2 separate regions of the Arachis hypogaea genome follow, and region 2 is linked to region 1. Evidence: chromatin contacts called from public Hi-C data. All regions are on one chromosome and are shown on one strand. The core of a region is the stretch at or near the end of the contact, and the rest is flanking DNA. Distances in the headings are between cores, read along the strand shown.

Evidence for each region. Hi-C and Micro-C count contacts between places; a contact is called where the count stands out from the background.
Region 2: a Hi-C map of leaf shows a contact between it and region 1, with 1.8 times the contacts expected there. The contact joins the promoter of LOC112782831 here to the promoter of LOC112783996 in region 1. A contact is called at or near these places in 4 of 8 Hi-C or Micro-C datasets (leaf and an unstated tissue).

What each region holds. Positions count from the first base shown.
Region 1 is chr20:46,291,421-46,298,681 of arahy.Tifrunner.gnm2.J5K5, forward strand. LOC112783996 reads left to right here and starts at 2,487. Exons shown (of 10, transcript XR_011879275.1): 1 at 2,487-4,922; 2 at 5,034-5,119; 3 at 5,273-5,417; 4 at 5,751-5,898; 5 at 6,035-6,583; 6 at 6,748-6,806; 7 at 6,981-7,056; 8 at 7,181-7,261.
Region 2 is chr20:47,037,820-47,045,080 of arahy.Tifrunner.gnm2.J5K5, forward strand. It overlaps LOC112782831, which reads left to right and starts at 2,551. Exons shown (of 8, transcript XM_072229281.1): 1 at 2,551-3,183; 2 at 3,346-3,471; 3 at 3,577-4,022; 4 at 4,146-4,332; 5 at 4,466-4,587; 6 at 4,752-4,869; 7 at 5,849-5,900; 8 at 6,008-6,349. The coding sequence starts at 4,472. The coding sequence ends at 5,857. It overlaps LOC112782833 (la-related protein 6C), which reads left to right and starts at 7,103. Exons shown (of 10, transcript XM_025825456.3): 1 at 7,103-7,261.

The sequences.
Region 1 (7,261 bases), core at 1,237-3,736:
ACTTTTCTACCTCATATAAATCCTCAAGGTTGTATTTTATAATTGTGGGGAACTCCTCCCAATATAAACTAAAAAGGACTTCATCTCTCTCATTTAGAAAGAAAGGAGGAATACTCTCAACTGATTGGATCTTGAAAAAATATTTTTTGAAATCATGAAATGAATCGTCAAAAATGAAAAAGACCTTCCTTCCTTGAACAGCCCGGAAAGAAATCCAGCTCTATTTTTCGGAACTAAATGGTTTAGTGAGTTGAAACACAAAAAAGAAAACTTTTGAGGATAAGGGTACGTCGAGTTCTCCACTTATTAGCTAATAAATTTTTAGAAAACCCTAAGAATTATGATGGAGTTGAGAAGGGGCAACTTTACAGAGATGGAGAATTTTAGCTTCAAAATCAGAAAAAGGGAGACTCGCCGCCTGCCTAGTAAAACAGTATTCATACATGTAAATAAAATAACGTTCCGACTTGTCAAGTCGGGAAAAATAAATTCTATCCTTGAGATCAGCAACCACAATCTCGTATTTATTCTCATCCCCCCGATCTCTACACAACCTATATTGTCTAGGAAAAATTTCGGCATACTCATTATTAATTATAGGGACAACAGAAAGTACAGTAATATCTACCTAGTCTTGGTCGGATGGAACTTTAGAAGACATGTTGAGTAGTACTGAACGAGACATAAAGCTATACCTACAACACAGCAAAAGAAAATCATCACAATAAGTTGGAAAGCCGAGTACAAAAACACAAATATTCAGACAAGTCCGCAAGAGGTCGGATCGTCTTCAACAATATAAAAGAACTTCATAGTTCTTAAAACCTCTTGTGAGCCTAGCAATCAAACCACATTACTAGAACTTGAAATGGCGCCATTTTCAGAGGGAAAAACGACACCATTTGGGGGCATAGAGCAAAGGCCCCACATTTAATACGTAAAGGAATACTTTTCAAAGAAAAGAATGCAGAAGTCCAGAACAACCACGAAAATACAATTTCAAAAGAATATCAATAACCATCAATAGGAAACCATTTTTCACACAAACATCAAGAACGATTGTATCCAGAAGCACATTATCCATCAAAGAATAGGGGTGCGGAAAATAAAACAAGAAATGCAAGACCAACCTTGATTGAATGCGAAATGAAGGAGTGCACGTAGCAGTAAACACACGAATGTTCCAAACCTCTCAAGAAAGTACAAGCGAAGATTCAAAGTAGAAATTCAAGATGAAGAAATCTCGAAAGCAAAAAAGGGTTTCAACGAAGAAAATGAAAAGCTTTAAGAGAGAATGAAATGAAAACGTTTTAGAAGAAGCAAAAAGAAGAAAGAAAAAAGGGGTTGAATATTTATAAGACTCTAGGGGCAGAATGGTAAATTCACTCCCCCTGACATGCACGATTACCAAAATAATTGTACAGAACGTACGAATGATCATGAAAAGACATAACACTTCAAATTTGCAAACATGTCGAGTACCCGACTAACTCCTTGAAAGGTGGTTTACTCGACGTGCTAAACCGACACCACAATAAACTAAGCCCAACCTGTAAATGCTTGAATCCAATCTCATGAAGTTCGGTCTCAAGCAGGGGCACTGTTCATACCCTGGCACAAAACAAAGCCAGGCCCAAAATAAGTAAAGCCCAATCAAAAGACATCAACTGGATTAACACCTATCTAATCTCATAGAGGTCGGGTGCAACGATGTTATACAAACCCTACTTACCTGAATCAATAACTAACTCCTACAATCTCTACTACTCATTTAGAAAGGAGATCTCAACAACTTCCCTAACAAAAGGGAACCGTTATCCACCATTAAAGGTGGAGCTACTCTAAAACGTGGTTATCGACTCTACATCCACCACTATAAATACACAGACACCCCAAGTATACTTCGAATCCGATCTACAAAAATCTGCCTAAAACCCTTGTTAACTTAAGTATCGGAGTCCCTTGTAGGTACCATCCTCCATCTCTTCACGAGGAACTCGAACGGCAACATATTGACATCAGTAAACATCGAACACTACCCCAAAAGAGTTTAGACCTCACGTTCAGCCCAAAAACAACTCGGTTTCAAGTAACTCTCGGAACAAACACTAATAGAAGACACAATTTATTTTTTATTTTTTTAATTATTTTTATTAATTTTTTATAATTATATTTTTTCCGAAACTTTTAAATAAAAAGTTAAAAATAAATTAAACTTTTATAATTTATTTTAATTTATCACTAAATAAAATACAAAAATTTAATTTCTGTGTATCTCATCTAGCTATTTGTTCTCAAGCATAGTTATCAAATTCGGCTCGACTCGGTCGGTTCGACCAAAAATCTGGTCACCCAATCATCTGGCCGGGCCAAGCTATTTGTCGAACCGTTTAAGTAATGAACTTGGTGAAAACTGGTTCGACTCGGCCGTCATGAAAATTGGTGACCGGGACCGATTCATATAACCCGGACCCTTTTTTTTTAAAGGAAAACGGTGCCGTTCTCTTCATCACTTACTCCCCTGCGCTGTGGTGCCCAAACCTAGAACCAACATCCATCTCACCTCTCTCTTCTCTAGCCACTCTCTCCCAGTCTCCCTCAAGCTCGTCGCTGGCTCCTCAAGCTCGCGTCGCTCCCTCAAGCTCGCGTCGCTCCCTTAAGCTCGTTGCTGCCTCAAACTCGCGTCGCCGCCTCAAGCTCGTCGCAAGCTCTGTCGTGCTAAGTTCATCTTCCTGCTTCGGCCATCAACGCTTCCTCCGCCGTGAGTCTGGGTTTAGGGTTTCAGCTTCGGCCCAGAACTTTCATCAACGCTTGCTTCGTCTCTCTGAACTCTGAAGCAAAGTTCAAAATCACCCAACCAAACCCTAGGTTCTCCCTGCAATGGTTCTGCCGTAGTGCTGTCGCCGTCCATGCTGTCGGCGCCTACGCTTCCTCTCTTGTAGCTCGGCGTCCTCCTTCCCCCTGTCCCCGTCCTCCCGGGCTTCTCTGTTCGAGGCTTGGAGCAGCTTGCCGCCGTGTCGCCGGTCGCCGTCGTTTCGCTGGTCGTCGTCCGTGTCTCCGTTGAAGGTTAGTAGTACTGCTTTCACTTCTTGGGTTCTTCTCTTCCTTTTATGCTCTGTTTGCTGATTTTTGAATGTGAAATTGTGAATGATTAATGAAAATCAAATAATTGATTTTGTGCCTCTTTTTTTAATTCCTAAAATTTTTGTTGAAATTTTCTTGCTGCTGCTAAAAATGGATTAGGGATTAGGGATTAGTTGTTGCTATTTTGTAATTAGGGATTATGCTATGTTAGCTTTATTGATTTCAGGTTTAGTGTGATTAGGGATTACTTGTTGCTGTTTTGTAATTAGGGATTATGCTCTGTTAGCTTTATTGATTTCAGGTTTAGTGTGATTAGGGATTACTTGTTGCTGTTTTGTAATGTTTGTTGCTGAATGCTAAAATGGAAATCGAATTAAATGCTGTTTGTTGCTTCCATATATTTTCTTTGATAGTATTTTTCCGATTATAAATTCTGGTTTTGAGTCAAAACTTTGTATTTGTTTTGTCTGTAGTTTGATTTGAGATCATTAGATCTGATCCGATCCTATTAAGTTCAAACTATGCGTTTGGATTTTTGGTGTAGAATTGTTGGTTACCTCTTTGAAGTGTGTATTTCTTGTAATTGGATCTGTTTTGAACTGGATTGTGATTTTATGCTGCATTAGGTGTTGATAGTTCATCTTGGGTGTAGTTTTGGGATCATTTACTTGTTAATTCTTGGACATTCAGTTTAGTAAGGATCTTCTTGTACAAATTTGTTATCTTTCTTTAGGTTCCTTATAGATTTATTGGTAATAAATTTATATAAATGCTGGATCATTTTGAACATGTCTGTTGGCATAATTTCACTTTGTAGTATATATCATTATGTCTTAAATGGTCTCTGAAGTCTTATCTTTGAACGAGGTGTTTTTGTACTCTTTATTTTTAATTAGGCCATTTTCAAGATGGAGTATTAATTTTTTTTTTCTTTTCATATATAACATTATTAGCTGTTTTTATCTGTCTAGGTGGCCACAAGTCCACAACTGAAGGAATATATAGGTTATGTAATATTTCTACAGAGATTCAGGCATAAATATGATCAAAACTTCTGTTGGAATATATTTCATTTATTTGTCTATAGAGATTCAGGCATAAATATGAACAAAATTAATATTTGATTATTATTATTATTATTATTATTATTATTATTATTATTATGTTTGTAAAGACTTACATTTTAAATTTTAATACATAATTTTAATTTTATTTATATAATTTTATATATATTTTTTTAATTATGGCCGGGTCAACCGGGTGAATCAGTGACCACTAGTTGAACAAATGACCCGGTGACCCAGTCATATGACCGGGTTGATTGCCGGTTCGGTTCTGATAACTATGTTTTCAAGTGTCATACCTTTTTGAGAACCGATCGCAGCCCTAGGGCACGCAGCGCACAAGGCAGCCACGCACCCTCAGTCCCCTCACCCTAACGTACGGCGCCACCTTTCCCTCTCAGCCCTCTCTCTGTCTCTCACCAGCCACCGTCACCACTCACCAGTCTCAGAGTCACCTTGGTCCGCGCCAAAGCTCCTCTGTTCGACTGCTTCTCTCACCTTCACGGCCACGGTGCTGCACTGCTTCTCGGTGACGACGACCCTCAGTGACGACGACACCACCAGTGGCTGCAAAGTGCGATGGCGCTTCTCTGCTCTATTTTCCCGGGCTGCTGTCCCCGGTCGTCTTCTTCTTTGCCACCATCAGTCAGCCACTAGAAGCCCCGGCGAAGAGTAACGGGATTTCACTGTTTCCCACGTTTCCCACTCATGGCTGAGCTTACTTCAACTCCATCCACTTCTAACAACGCCAATTTATCTTGTTTCCAACTGACGGTTACTTATGCTGCTTCTCATTCTCATTCCAATTTATTTGTTCCCCTAAGTATTTTTCCTCTTTTCATTTCTTCATAGTTCTGATTCTTCCTGTGTTTTCCGTATGCGAAGGTTTGCTTGTATGAATGGTGGCTGGTTAAAGCTAAACATGGATTCGAAGGAAAGCAGTTAGCCATTGGAGGCATTGCATCAAAAACGTAAGAAACTTAGCTTGATTTTGTATTAGGGTTTTTCGTGACCTTGTTTTACCTCCTTTAATGCATTTTGGTGATTTGTTGAAATTGCTTTGGAGTAATGTCTTCCTTGAAATATGTAATCTGGTAATTGCATAACTTGATTCCGTGAATCAGAGAAGAATTAGTGCGTGTCTTCACCAGTGCTCCCATTGCGAAACGGCATGATCTGTTCTCTCTTGAGACCACAGATGGGGTTTATATTATCATAAGGGGTTTCATTGACAAGCAGCGCACCATTGATAATGGTTTCCCTCATGAGGTTTGTAGCCATTACTCATTGGTGTATTCTCTCTCTACTTCTCTACTTGATTAATTGCGTTTGCAAATTGATTCATTACATGGTGGTTTGGGAACTTCATATGGCATCAATATGTATATTCTGTCTTGGAAGAGATTTATACTTGCATCTACCCATGAATTCCTTCATAATTAAGCAGTTTAGTGCTTAATCTTGTTGACAAACTTTTAAATGATGGGTCAGCAGTAGATTGGATGGAAACTATTAAGTTTTGGTTTGCGAACAAGCATCAAAACAATGTAGAATTTGTATGTCTTCCCAATTTGATTTTTCACCCGTTTTCTATGTTGCTAGGTTTTCAATCATTTCTTATTTGGTTTTCCTCAAAACTGGGAAAGTTTTGCAGCAGATTTGATTAGGGATGAATCAACTATTGGCACTAATTTGGGTAGTGCTGTTCCTAAAAATGTATCATCAATTGATCCTGAGATCTTCTCTGCCGGTAAATATTTGGATGATGTTGAATGATTTGGTTCTATGATTATTTGCATTCACACGTCTTATAGTTTCTTTGATATTTTATCATTTCGTATCTCCAAGATCTTTTGTTATCCAGCTTGATGTTTTAAGTGTTACAGGCACAGCTCAAGAAAAATCTATCCTGTCTTCTTCGAAACCTTTAAAGGAAGCATTTGGAGCTCATGGGAAGCCACATGCTGAGGTTGAATGGCATGATTCTATCGCTACATGTGGGGTTAATGCTTCTCAAGGTAGTGGCAGCATTAGATGTGTTACCAGGTTTCATAACATGAAAGTCTGTCAGCAGAAGCAGCTAGCTTCTGGAATTACTCTCAAACATCCAGAGGAACTGAACAGTCCAGTGACACCAGTTCAGTTGCAATCTCTGGAAAAAGTGACTACAGAAAAAGTAAATACACCGTCGGAGCATCTCGATGAAAGCTCTACATCTAGAGTTTCTAGCACTTTATTTGAAAATAAAGAAGACTGTTCTAGGAGAAACAAAGCTACAAGTGAAAAAAGTCAGATCACGTGTGAAAGAAAAAGGACTAAATCTGCCACTGCAACCAAATATCCACGAAAAAGGGGTTTAAGCCCCTCGATCATTGGTGAGAAAGAGAAGATATCCTCAGTGTCTGCTCTATCAAGTTTCAAAAAGTCCAGATCAGGTAAGTATTCCCTGTTAGTTATTTCCCAGTTCTCATTCATAAAAGCTAAATCTTATTTGGCCTAGAGATACGTAATGCACTAGTGCACTTTTCATGCACTTACTAATATTTCGCTCGATGTTACTGTTAATCTTCTTGAATTTTGTGCTCGAATTATATTGCAGGAAGGTTGCTTCTACCACCCCTAGAGTTTTGGCGTAACCAGATACCAATTTACAATGCAGTATGTGATATCTTTGGTTGATTTTACAGCTTTCAATTAGCTTTTTTTTTTTTTTCCTGACCCCAGTATTTCCTTTACTTTTATTTATGAAATGTATATGTCAGATTTGGTTAGCACAGAAGTTTCGTTACTACCTATTTTCCACTTTTTCATTTTTTTTATGTTACCATCTAGGACCATGAGGTTACAGAAATTCAGGGAGGTGCATCTGTGGTTCAATAGATAAAGGTTCTTCAGCATCATTGAGCCGGTACTTCTTTTGTTGTAAATCAATAATTTCCAGTTGAAGATTCAAATTTCCCTTGTGTAGATGCTTCGTTGTTTACATTTGTCATTTTTCTGATAAATTCATTCCTATTATGCTGCCTGATCAGTGGATGCTCTTGTACTGTAGCTCATGATATTTAGCAAGTGGAGGTCAATCTGTGCTAAAGCTAATACAAAACTAAGATGTT
Region 2 (7,261 bases), core at 1,301-3,800, 750 kb after region 1:
TCCTAAAATATTAAATTAGTCATATTAATCTTTAAAATATAAAATATAAATTAAATTAGTCCTTTCATTAGTTAAATGACGACATATCATATTAAGTGTCACGTAATATGATGAGATAGCAAGTTAATGGCATGTGCGCCATGTGTTATCTGGCATGTCATAAATTTATTTTGACTTAAATTAGTATCTAAAAATACATTCATAAGTTATTTTCATTTTTAAAATTTTAATATTAATTCAAATTAATCCTTTGAATTTGTCTTTTTTATAATATTAAATTTTTTATATTTTAATTATTACAAATTTATTTTTTTTATTTATATTTTTAGATTTTACATTTTAAAATTCTAGTTTTTTTGTAGTGAAATTCTTTTATATAAATATCAAACTATTATTAATTATATTTTAAAAATTTTAATCTTTTGGATCTCACCTAAAAATTTAGTCCAAGCTATCATGAGTTATCTATTTTTATCTTTCTATATTTGTTTTAGTTCAAAATTCTTTTTAACAAATTAATTTAAAAAAAAATATGATAATTGAGAAAACATAGAGAAATGGCAATAACTAAGTAATAATAATATTACAAAAACTACATTAAGATATTAAGATTTAACAAGTGATCCCATAAATCGATTTTTTAATTATTGAGTTTTACCACATAAATTAAACAATAACAAAATTATAAATTTTAAAAACTTAAAAAATTTAAATTTTAAAATAACTACTATATTTATTTAGTAAAATTAAAAAAAAAATTAAGTATATAATTAATAATAGTTTGATAAAATCATTTAAATAAAAAAAATTCACTACAAAAAATATAATTTTAAAATATAAAATTTTAAAATACAAATAAAAAAATAACTTTGTAATAATTTAATTATTTTTATTATTTTATGTAAAAGATTTTTTTTTGTTTATTAAGATTTAAAAAAGATATTAAAATTAGTAGCATTAAAAATTATTAAAAATTTAATATTATGAAAATAAGAGAAATTTATATAAAAACTAATTTAATCAATTTTTAAAATTTTAGGAATAAAAATAATTTACATGTATATTTTTAGGGACTAATTTAATTCTAAATAAATTTATAATGTGCCAAATGACACATGGCATGCCATATGTTGCCAATTTGTTTGAAATACCAACCAATCATCTTTTGATACGTAATATTAATCTATTACATCATCATACCAAATAGCAGTTAATATAATACATCATCGTTTAACTTACGAAAAGACTAATTTAACTTGTAATTTAACTTTTAGGATTAATATAACTAATTTAATCTTTAAAAATTAATTTAAAAAATGAGTAATCTTTCATAAACGAATTTTAATTATTAACCTACTTAGTTAGTATAGTCTTTGTTATATTATCAATTCAGAATATATAAATTTGTACTATATATTATTGTATATACGAGATAACAACTTGTACTTATACTTTTAATTATGAAATACGACTCCTCATTTCACCTTATTTTTAGGAACATTCATAATTAGTGGCGAAACTTGAAACAAAATTTTGAGGGGACAAATAGAAAATAATTATCATTTTTGATATGAACCCATTTAAAATAAGCTCGTTTAATCTTATCTCTCTGGTTTGGGTGATATTGCCAAATTTAAAGCCCTTTTTCAAGATCTCGTTCCAAAAAGTTAAAGTTAAAGTCATCAGATGTAACTTTTTGAACTTTTGAAGGTTATATCTCACTTTCTTCGTGATTCATTAATGTAGAAAAACTATCTACAGGTGTTGATATTGTAAAAGTTATATGTTCTTCTTCTTAAATATTAGCCTTCCTCTTAAAAAATGTATCAATTCTTTGATTTTTCATTATTATTTTATATAAAAATTTAAATATATATCCTGTAAAATATGTAAAGAAGAAGTTAGAAGGACAAAGATCAAAACTTATTATATTTATTGAATTTTTTTTATTAATTTATACAAATACAATAATATTAATACTTATTGAATATTCTATTATTTTTTATCATATAAAAAATTAAATTAAATAAATAGTAAAATATAAAATAATATTAAATTAAATAAATAAAAAATATCTAATTTTTTATATTTGAACTTAAAGATAAAGAGAGTGTTGTTTATTGAACTTATTAGATACTTTAAGTCATAGTAAAGTATTTAAGTCAATTGAACTATTTTCTATCTTTTGAAAAAGTACTACTAAATTTTTTATAAAAAGTTTGGGAGGCCATGACCCCCTTGTCTAAACTAAGCTCCGCCACTGCTCATCATGAAAGATCTTAGTATCTTTTATGATATCAAGTTTCAATCACTACAATAAAAAACATCAATGATCACACTTTTATGAGAGTGGCGATTGATTAGAGATTTGACTATATTTTTTTTTGTTACGGTTCAAAAATGTGGTAAAAGAGGTCAATAACCACACTTTTATAAAAGTGGCAATTGATTAAAAATTTAGCCACTTTTTTTGTAAATATAGTCATAAAGAAAACAGGCACGCTTTTGAAGCATAGAGACATAATTTCATTATAATGACATTTTAAAATCGTGGCCATTTCTTATAATTCTTTTGGCACGCTTAAAAAGCATGGCCAAAAGTTTCCCAACAAAAAAAAAGCTTTCGTTCTTTCGTCAAAACGTGACACTCCTAATAACGTAATAACAAAGCCCCTAAAACCCTAAGTGATACTCACTCACGCAGCGCCTCCCTCAGTCCCTCCCTCACCCTTATTCTCAGAATCTCCGTTCTCCTCCATAGCGCCTCCCTCCCTCCATCCGTAGAGTCGTAGATCGTAGTGCGTCCCTCCTCCTCCTCCATCTGCGACGCTGTTCTTCTGCCCTGCCATCCTTCTCATGCAATCCACGGCGGTGGCGCGTTCCTCGTCGCCAAGTCGCGAGTCCCTACCGCGGCGCTCTTCTCCGTCAAAGAAGCAGCAGCAGTTCTATCACTATCAACAGGAATGGAAGAGTAAAGGACATCATTCTGAAGCGGAAGATCGGAAATGGGTCGTTCTCGGCGGTGTGGAGGGCGAGCACAGAGGCACCGACGAAGAGGTGGCAGTGAAACAGGTCTTCCTCTCCAAACTCATCCCCCGCCTTAAGTCATCGATCCACTGCGAGCTCAATTTCTTGTCCTCCGTCAACCACCCCAACATCGTTCGCCTCCTTGATTTCTTCCAGGTTCTTCTTTTTTAATTTTAGTCCCCTTTTATTTGAATTCCCTTTTTCTTATTTTTTAAATTAAAGTGAAATATGTCGAAAAAATCAATTTTTTGTTGCATAATTGAAGGATCATTTTATTATTGTTATTTAAACTTTCGCTATTTCTGATTTCTACTTTAGTATGAATGTATGATGGATGTGCGTACTTGGTGATGGAGTTCTGTGCTGGAGGGAACCTTGCTTCTTATATCCGATCCCATGGGAGAGTTCAACAATAAACTGCCCGAAGATTCATGCAGCAGCTTGGTAACTCTTTTTCCTGCATTCTTTATTGAAGTATTCTTTTGGTGTTGGAGCATGTTTTTAGCCTTGCAAGTTTGCAACTAAGGAGTTTGGTCCTGTGTTTTGTAGGTTCTGGTATGAAAATATTACAAAGTCATGGTATCATTCATAGAGACTTGAAACCAAAGGTAAAGCTAAAATGAAAAATGTATGTGACGTTGTTGCTACTTTGGTTTGAGATGCCTATTACTACATTAACATTTATGTGAAGTAAATACTTACTTCGGTTGGTGGATTGGGAGGGCCATTAGTAAATACTTACTTTAGGAAATGTTGTATTGAGAGACATTGGTGGATATATTCAAGAAAAGGTGTGTTATTAATTGTATGCAGTTAGAGCACCCCATCAATGAAAAAGAGATCAAGTAAGTCACTTTAATAATATCTTCTAAATTCTCCCTCTTTTAAATCCTTTTAGATACTAGTACGTATTTCTTTTCATGTAGCTCAACTCAAGAATAGCATATACTGAAGCTTACTCGAATCATAAGTTGTGCCCTCTTTCCAAGATTCAGGTATGTATCTATGTTTTTTCTTCTTTCTTTTTTTTTTTTTTTTGATAATTGAATAAGGCTCAACATTCAAAGTGAATGGAGCAAATTTTACTAGTTTATGAAACTATATCAATTATTGAGAAGGTAGGTGCCCAAAACTATGACGATCATTTTGGAATTTCGACCAGCCCAAATGGAAAGTTCCATGTGTTTTTATCTGCGAAAAGTGCTGTGGATTCAGGAGTGTACAATGCTACAAACTCACTACATAGAATTGATTGGCCAACCTGTGGAAAACTCACTACAAACTGCATCATGATAAGTGTATAAGGTATATATTTTTATCTGCTATGGTTTTATTATTTCTTTCTAATTGAAGCTCAACTTTATACGCACAATAGTGATGAACAATGATGCATTTCAACATTTTAATAATGAGACATCTCTTTTTATGTTCTTTTCAGGTTGATATGGTTGTTACTGATGGGAGCAGAATTTTGGGACTTGGAGATTGGAGTTCATGGAAATGGCAATCCATTGGGAAGCTTGATCTGTATGTTGCAGCTGCTGGGATAAATCCTAAAGGGTATATGTGCAACATTTACCATTTATTATTTCTTTCAAACTATTTAAATATTGATGAACTTAATAGCTCTAAGATGTCTGTGTTAAAATGTCCAAGTTTTTGTTTAAATGTTATGATGAGTAATACTTAAAAAGCATTTTTTGATCGAAGTTGCTTTTCATCAGAGAGTTCGCACCCTGGGATGATTCCGTCGCCGTGAATGACATTGTTGCTGGTCTAAAAGGATTCAGAGATGATGATGTGAAGCCATTTTCTTCTGGTTTGAATTCAGCTGAGACACAGGTTTGTTTGTTGATAGAAATAATTTGATTCTTTTTCTTGTTAATGTAGGAATATATACAAGTAACTCAACAAGGTAATAAACTTAAATCTAATGCCATTGACATGAATACATGATTTTATTGCATTGATCTTGATTAGAACGAAAGTAGAGGATTTTCTTCTCTCTGTTTTTCATACAAAGTTTTTGACTAATGAAATTTCTTAGGATCCTCTATTCGTTGTATGTCTGATTCCGAATTGAAATAATTTAACAAACAAAGTATGCAATAAGTTCTTTTTCTAGCTAGGTTTATTCCCTGGCTCCCTTCATTCTTTGTCTCAATGTTTCGGCAATAATAATTAGAACTAGATATTTAGCATTAGAAGAGGGATATTGAGCTAGCGTTAATTTTTTTTATTGACTTTACATTATTATTGAGGAACCTTCAACATGGGATAGTAGTAGTTAATTATTTTGATAATAGTTTTATTGTCTATTACTAATATATATATATATATCAAAAGCTAATTAAAAAGGCAATGATGGCTGTGAAATATTTGGAGAATATATGTTAGGTATCTAAGGAAAGTGGGAAACCACACCTTAAAAGCTAGCTGTTAAGGGGGAAGAACCACTCTCCTTATATACAACATCAAGCATCCCATACTACTCGATGTGGGACTTTGAGCACCCATAATACCCAAGTCCCTAACAATATATTATTAAGATTTCATTCCTATGAAAATATGTTAAGGTATCTGATTTGTTTGATAAACTGAATTTGGCAGATTACAAAAAATTAGGCTAGAGTGGTTATCCTTGTTTGATACTGTTTTCAGCAGGTTTTTCATTTCATTTCATTTCTTTTCTTTTCTTTGCTTTATATGAACTTTGGTTGTTGCTTCAGTACCAAGGTTGTCTTGCCATGTAATGTACTCTCTTGCTGCTAATCTTCATTCCTTGAGTCATGGAAATTGATGAATTATTGCTGTTATATAGGCCATGTAATTGCAGTGCCAGTGTGGGAGAACCATCAAGCAGTGCTGCACAGGCAAGCATTTCCTTTTGCTTTGTAACTTGGATCCTTGAGATTCTATTGTCCCTGGATACCTTTTTTGGGTGGCTTGAGCATAACCTTTTATTTATTGAATTGAACAGGCAACAGGCTTGATAGCGGCAGGGAAGGAATTGCAAGGACTTAGAGCTCTGAATCTAAATAAATTATTGAGGGATTCTGAAAATTTTACTATCCAATACTGTGCAAAAAATGGATTATTGCTCAAGGTCGTCTCATAGTCGGCTTCATCATGCTCTTTTATATCTTGTTTTATCATACTGTTTTTCCTAATGGATTATTTTGATCATTTGAAGATTGTAATAACACTAGTTTGTAATTTTGTATCCCCAATGTGATTACAGATATTTCTAAATGATGTAAAACTGTTTGACCTGCTGCTTGACTTTGTTTATTACATATCTATTGTTCTTGGTGGTTGCAAACAGGTTTTACTCTGTTCTGTTCATTTAATTTGGTAAGGATATACAAGATTTTTTTTAATTTGATAAGGATAAAGCCACGCTTTAAAAGTATGGCAGTATCTCTTGCTATTATAATGCTTTAAAAGCGTGGCAAAAAAAGCGTAACGATAAGTCAACTCCTCCCCCGCCCTCTTTTTCCCGTCTCTCTTGTTTTAAGTTTACTTCCTGTACACTTTATTTACATTTTTGTTAATTAATGTAATAATAAATTATTGAATATTTGTACAAATGATTTATTTTTACCCATTATTATCTATATAATCATGAGGTCTTTTAATACAAAACATCACTAATTATAGAGAGTCTGATTTAATCGATATACAGAGAGATAAATTGTGTAGATGACCTGCTTGTAAAATAAAGTGCCTAAATAAATTCGAATTATGGTGAATGGTTGGCTCCAGACGATGATCTTTGTCAAATTGATTGTATTGATGCTGTCATTTAGAAAGAATTAGTGCTTCTTTTTGTTTTTCTTTCCTTTGTTGTTTACCAAAAACAAAATTTTCGTCACTTAACGAATTAAAGTAATTAATATCTACAATTATTCTTTTAAAAAGAATCATACTTATCCACGTGATGAATACCTAATTATATATTAACTTAAAAGGAATTTGTTGGAAAAAAAGAAAAATGATGGATGTACGGAAAATGGTTTGAGGAATGAGCATGGTTTGAGGGGAATAAATAGCAAAGTAAGCATTAGATTTAGTCAAAAGAAAAGAAGCATGTGTTTAAGAAAACTATAACTAACTATTTTGTTTTGCCCTTCTTTTGGCGCGAAACGTGGATTCAATAACCGAAACAATAGCACCTATTAACCCACACACCCACACACACACTCTCTCTTCGTTACACCACCACAACCCTAAT